Regions from separate parts of the Mus musculus genome. Here region 1 is linked to region 2. A link is a contact called in public promoter capture Hi-C data. All regions are on one chromosome and are shown on one strand. The core of a region is the stretch at or near the end of the contact, and the rest is flanking DNA. Distances in the headings are between cores, read along the strand shown.

Region 1 (3,291 bases), core at 488-2,987, 100 kb after region 2:
GAAGAGAAGAAGCACTATCAGAGGGGAGAACACTGTCCGAGGGAAGAAGCCAGTTGCTACTTCCAGGTCTACACAGGTACCAGGTATTTCTGATCTTCTTAACTCCTTTCCCTCCGAATTCAGTTTTCTCCCTTAGAGCTTGATCCCCTAAAACCACCAGGATGCTTTGTGGTGAGAAATAACAGAGACCAAACCAAAGGACTGAAAGCAAAAAACAAACAAACAACAACCCCCCCCCCAAAAAACCCCAAATAAACAACAACCACAACAACAACTACCAAAACCCAAATGTGACACTTCCGGGTAACTGTATTATCTGGAGTCAGAACCACAGACACCTCTGTCACCAACCTAACTCAACAGCCTCCTTCCTCAGCGCCCATCTTGGGAAAGCTGTAAAATTGCCCCACACCCCACCTGCCCAGTGAGTATCTTCGAGATAGCAGAGGCATAGAAAAAGGTAGAATGGAGCAGTGGAAGATGCAACCAGATGAACTGGCAAAACGTCTCAGTGGGTAAAGGCGCTTGCCAAGCAAGTTTGGCAAGCACGGTTGACAGAGAGACATTATTCCATGGTTGTTGTTCCCTCCACAGGAGGGCCACAGCATATGCACACACAATAGTGATAAGAAACAAGAAAATGATGTTTAAAGATACAAGGATTAGGAACCTCAAAACGGCCCAATGAGGAGAGAGCCAGAAGCAAGGCAGGGAGCCAGCTACCTTTGGGTCCTGGTAAGGTCTGGGGACATGAGTGGGTTCTGCAGACTCTCCTACACTTCTGCTGGGTGGCACCTCCCCGCTAGCTTTTGAGTAAGCAGGCCTAACCACCTTCCCAGCAAGCCCAGCCCAGCCCAGCCAGATGTGGGAGCCCCAGACTTCTGTGGGTCCTGGGGGAGGGGTCTGGAGAAGTCAATGCCTGGAAGTGGGTGGGCAGTTCTTGTACCACACCCACTCTCAGGTGTCCAGATGGAGGGCATGACCAGCGTGGTCCTCTGCCTACAGATGTAGCTCAGAGAACTTAGGAAACCTAATGAATCTACTGTCACGTCCACTGTGAAAGACTGGGGGACACAGGTGCCAAGTGGGGTCCACCTACCATGAGGCAATGGGCTTGGATCTGTCACACTGGCTCCAAGAGTCTGGTCAAGTCACTTCCCCTATCTGGCCTTTTATTGTTCCCATTGGTAAAGTCACCTTTAAGGCCACTGGCAGCTTTGCATGTTGATGTTCATCTGGAGCGGAGGGTCTAACTGGCTCCCGGTCAATCCATTGTACAGAGTAGAGGGGAAAGACGGGAAAAGGCTTATGCCTACTCCTCCTGAGCCCCTTACCCTACCTGGTCCTGGCAGAGCATCTGAAGAGCAAGGTCTCTCCCATCCTCTGATCCTCCTTGCAAACCCCCCCCCCCCCTGTTTTCAATTCCTTTCCTCGTGATCCTGCCAAGTAAAGTCACTGTGACCACACACAGAGGGCGGGGACAGCCCAGACATTTCAACTTCTGCAGAAAAGGTTCAGGTTTTCCCCACCTCTAAAGTTGAAAAAAAAAAAAAAAAGAGTAAAAGAGGAGGTCCAAAGACCAGAAAGAAGGATCAGGAACTCGGAATGGAAAGAAAAGATACAAGAAGAAATTAGTAAGAGAGGAAGCCAATTAAAATGATCCCTCCAGGCCACTGGGTCTTGGCCCGGATGGTATTCGAGTAGGCAGCCAGGCTGGCCCCTCCTTTGGTACTGCCCATGCCAACTTCCAGGCAGAGAGGAGGCCCAGAGGAGAGGGAAGCTGGGCAAAGGGGATGGCAGACTTCCAGCCTGGCCTTGTCCAACCCCTGGGCCTTGAGGGGAACTCTTCGGGATGGGGACTATGATCCAGGCAAAGCTCCAGGGAGCAGGTCTGCTGCCCGGCAAAGTCTGCAGGCAGATGTGAAGTTAGAAAGTGCCGGCTACCCCTTCCTGCGCCTGTTTAGAAGGTAGGACCAGCTTCAGGTGTGACCCTTCTAGGTCACTGGATGGACTCCCGAGTGGTTTGTGGGTCACAGTCTGATGATGAGACTGTGATGTGACCACAGTGAGGTCCTGGGCAGGCCCCTTCTCTTCTCTGGATTGACGTTTCTTACCTGCAAAGGTCAGAAGGGGGTGTGGGGGGTTGAAACCTATGATTACCAAGGTCTTTCTTGCTCGGCTTTAAGGGGGAAGGTCATGTGGTGGAAGTCATGCTAGGTGGGAGACCTTAGAAGTAGGCTTGGCTTCTCTGGGATCGCCAGTCCTTCTAAAGTTTTGACTCTGCAGGCATAGAAGCCACATGCACCCTTACCTGAACATGCGCGTGTACACACACACACACACACACACAAAACTTTGTAAATCTAGAGACAGACTAGTTGACTCCAGAGGTAGGAGCCATCTCTAGGTAGATTTTTTTTTCTTTTCTTCCTCCCCCTCTTTTATTTTATTTATTTATTTTTAACAGATGATAAAACTGAGGCCCTAGTTAGGGATTTTCAGAGTTTGGGACTTCCCGGCACCCTCTGGCTGCTCCAGTTCAGCTGTCCCAGGACGCTCCTCCCTCATTCCCCACCCACCCACCCCCGGAGCCGCAGGGGAGCACAGACCGGGAGTCCCAGTGTGTGTGTAGGGAGGGGGCACCCCGCTGTAGGGGCTGTCCTCAGCCCAGCGCCGCCCAGCCTAGTGGTCGGTCTTGTAAGCGGGGCGCCCTGGCGCACTCGCCGGGGCGCCGGTAATCGAGGGCGGAGGCAAGGAGGGAGCGACCGCTGCTGGGAGGGGTGCTGGGGCGAGCTCGCGCGCTGTGTTTGGTCTATCGGAGGCAGCTGACCTTTGAGGAGGAAATCGCTGCTCTCTGCTCCTTCCTGTAGTAACAGCCTCCACCGCCGCCGCCGTCAAGAGCCGTCAGGAGCCGTCAGAAGCCCCGGCCTGGAGCGACAGCCGCAGGCGCTCCGCAGCACCAGGTGGGTGGGTCGCCGTGACTCCGCCCGCGGCGCGTGGACAGAGGATCTAGGCTGCAGCCACGTCCCTGGGATCTAGCACCCTGGAGTCCCCACGGCCTGACACGGGACAGACATCTGTCCCGCCTTCGAATGGGAGCTTCAGAGGGAGCAGGGACAAGGGATCCGTGCAGGCGGCAGCCAGGGGTGGACTCACGCAGTGGACACTGACATTATCACACTCCACTCGGAGCGGGTAGATTCTGGAGTGCAGCCCAGGGCTTCCCCGAAGACAGCGTGGACCCTTAGTCTTCTCTCCCTGACAGCCCCAGACACGTGCCTGGGGAGACCT
Region 2 (3,058 bases), core at 8-2,507:
TTCAAAGGATCTGTTCCTTATGCGCAAAGTCAAACTGGAGAAGACATTGAGGTGTGAGCTGCAGCCACCCCAGCACCAGAACCTGAGTTGGCTCCCTCTAGTTTCAGTGGATTAGAGGTTTGGGGGTGGAGGGACACGCAGAGATAGGTTTAGTTGATGAGGTAGGAGGCACAAACAGTCCAAGGACCCTAGGAGAGGGTACTGTCAGGGGATGGGGTGTCTGATCGGGACACTGAGGGTTCCTAGGAAGCACTGGGTCCTGGGCACAGCCTACTTCTTCCATCCCAGGGCCCGTTGCCTCGGTGATTGGCGCTATGGAAACAAGAGAGGTTGGGGGGGGGGGTAGGGCCCTGGAGGCTCGGTTTCCGCCCTCGGCTACCGCTCCCCCACCCTCCTAATGCCGGCCAGGGTTTCGAAAAGGGACAAAGGAAGACCTAGGGGTTCCAGAGTTGGGAATGGCGGGAGAAGAGGCGGGGAAGGAGCTGTGCGGCTGTCCAGGGTGCTGAACTTCGGAACCCAGCTCAGGTGGGCTAGCAGGGAGTTTTCTCGTTCTCAAGTACTTGCCCCCGCTTTGCCTCGCCCACCTCACACAAAGATATCTCATGATTTGGGGGCGCGTGACCTTAATGCGGTTAGGTCTTGCCGAAGTCTGTTCTCTCTCTTTTCTGGGGCAGAGGCAGCTGCAGTCACCAGAGCACTTTGTCCCATCTCCACACCACAGATACCTCTATACACACTCCCAGCTCAGCTCTGCCCTGGTGTGGGTGGCTCCCAAGGCCCCTCCTCCGTCTTGTGGCACAAAGAGCCGCTTTTGCCTTGAGTCACACCCCCTAACCTTCCCCTCCACCCTCGGCGCTTCATGTCTTGATCTCCACTCTCAAGGGTTCTGCACCCCGTTTCTTTGCCACGGTTTTAGGAGATCCAGCACTCCATTCTCTCTCCTCTGATCTCACCACATCCAGATACCCACCCTGTCCCAAGGAGACTTGACCCAGCCGGCCCAACTCACGCGTGCCGTCAAAGCGGGTGGCGATGGTGTCCAGAAAGGTGTTTTGCGGGGCCAGCAACCCCTTCATGACCGGCATGGCCCCGGGTACGGATTCGAGGCGTTGCGCGGGCTGCGTTCAGCGCGGCCTGGCCGGAGGGGGCGCGCTACCGGCGGGGCCGGGGCGCCCCATGCGCCGGCCTGCCTCCTCCCCTCCTCTCGCCGCCGCTGCCTGTGTGCTCTGAACCTGTTAGTTCTAAGCTCTGCTCCGCAGCACTTCGAGAGCCGCCACCCCCACCCCGCCCCACCTCCCCACGGGTCAGGTTTTCCCCGGAGGGCTCGGCCCGCGCCCACCACGTGGCTCCGCACCGGGAGGGGCCGCCAGAGACACCCGAAGCCCTCCTCTGTGGCCCTCCTCCCAGAGGGGAGCGGCCCACGCGTGTCTCTTGGGGAGAGACTCGGAGACACGCCCACCATCCAGGCTTGAGGTGATGAAGTGGGACTGGAACGGTAGCCACGCCCTTCTTTCAGGGTGATCACGCCCCTACGCGTGGTTCCCTGGCTGCTCCAGTAGCTCCACCCCACGGGTTTCCCCGCGCGGCCCACGCTGCGACTGGTGTCTGGTTGACAGTGCCTCCTGCTGGAATTGGGATATTTTTCTTTCTTCCTTCCTTCCTTCCTTCCTTCCTTCCTTCCTTCCTTCCTTTCTTTCTTTCTTTCTTTCTTTCTTTCTTTCTTTCTTTTAAAAGGTTGTTTCATTTATATATTTTTGCATTTGTGTGTGTGTGTACATTTCTGTTCCAGTAGTGCAGATATGGAGGTCAGAGGCCAACTTTCTGAAGTCGGTTCTCTCACTTTGTGGGTCCCTAGGATGGAACTCAGTTCTTCAGTCTTGACAGCAAGATCTTTGTCCACTGAACCATCTTGCTGGCCCTGCTGTCTCTACTTTAGGATTTTACATTACTGTTGTAGGACTGCTACAGCAACGGGACACCGAATGTTGGCTTAAACGATTTTGGGATCTGGAAATCTGAGTTCAAGGTCAACTCAGGGCTGGATTCCTCTGAAGGCTGTGAAGAAGAGTCTCTTTCTTCCATACTCTCCCCTAGCTTCTCCCTTGGCTGGTGACCTGTGGCATTTCTTAGCTAGTGGGTACATTGCCCTGGTCTTTATTTCCATGTTCACGTGAGTTCTTCCTGTTTCTCCTAATCCCCTGTGTACCCTAATCCCCCCACCCCCACCCCGTTGTTGTTGTTGTTTTTTAAGAACACTACTTATACTGGATTACAGGTCTACCATACTCTGCTCCTGTCTCATTTTAGCTGACAACATTGGCAAGGTCACTTTCTAAATGCTGGGGGTGGGGTGGAGTGGGTTAATATTGCAGCGTGTGAATTTGGGGGAAGCACACTTCAACCTGCAATAGGCACCTTTGGCTGGAGCAGGAGACAAATCTTTGCCCATTCTCTGCTTAAAACCATCCCCAGACTTCTCATTCTATACAACAAGGTGTAACATCTGCTGCTCCTATGCAATGGCTGCACAAACTTACCCACCTCCTTCCCAGTGTGGCATTGCTCACACACCACGGTACAGTGGACCACACTATGGATGCTCTGGGAGGCTCCTCATGAAAGCTCAGATGCCTTGCTTCTTCTGCAGCCTTACATCCAGCCCTTGCCAGGTGGACTCTGTGCCCTTGTATTGGACCTCTCTGTGTAGGTCCCTATTATAAAACAGTGGGGGCTGAGGATGTAGCAGTCGATAGAGTGATTGCTTAATTAATATATATGAAGCTCCGGGATCAGTCCTCCAGCATTTGCATAAAGGAGGCGTGGTGGAGCACACTTGCAGTATCAACACCACCGGGGAAATAGAGGGTAGTAAGATCGGGTCATTTAAGTATAAGGTCATGCTGATCTTTCCAGGGCAACCGAGGATACCCTGTTTCTAAATAAATAAAGTAGGTAGTAGAACAACATGAGGGCACATCGGTACCTCATTTCCACCCTCCCAAATGTGTAGCACACACCCCAGGACTGCAAGGTTCCTTGCTGGATTCTTCCCGACCAA

The links. Capture Hi-C pulls out chosen DNA fragments and counts their contacts.
Region 1: a promoter capture Hi-C map of pancreatic islet shows a contact between it and region 2. The contact joins the promoter of Stat5a here to the promoter of Kcnh4 in region 2. A contact is called at or near these places in 22 of 39 promoter capture datasets (the 3T3-L1 cell line, 3T3-L1-derived adipocytes, the C10 cell line and 16 more), 4 of 15 datasets of contacts at CTCF or cohesin (CD8 T cells, the NIH/3T3 cell line, large pre-B cells and 1 more), 28 of 484 Hi-C or Micro-C datasets (B cells, the C2C12 cell line, CD4 T cells and 20 more), 20 of 115 datasets of contacts at active chromatin or transcription factors (the 230-238 cell line, CD8 T cells, the HPC-7 cell line and 14 more) and 4 of 9 other capture datasets (adipose tissue, liver, macrophages and 1 more).

What each region holds. Positions count from the first base shown.
Region 1 is chr11:100,857,614-100,860,904 of GRCm38.p6, forward strand. It overlaps Stat5a (signal transducer and activator of transcription 5A), which reads left to right and starts at 1,738. Exons shown (of 20, transcript NM_011488.3): 1 at 1,738-1,967; 2 at 2,871-2,963. It also overlaps a transcript of Stat5b not described here.
Region 2 is chr11:100,758,521-100,761,578 of GRCm38.p6, forward strand. It overlaps Kcnh4 (potassium voltage-gated channel, subfamily H (eag-related), member 4), which reads right to left and starts at 1,258. Exons shown (of 17, transcript NM_001081194.2): 1 at 1,010-1,258. The coding sequence starts at 1,085.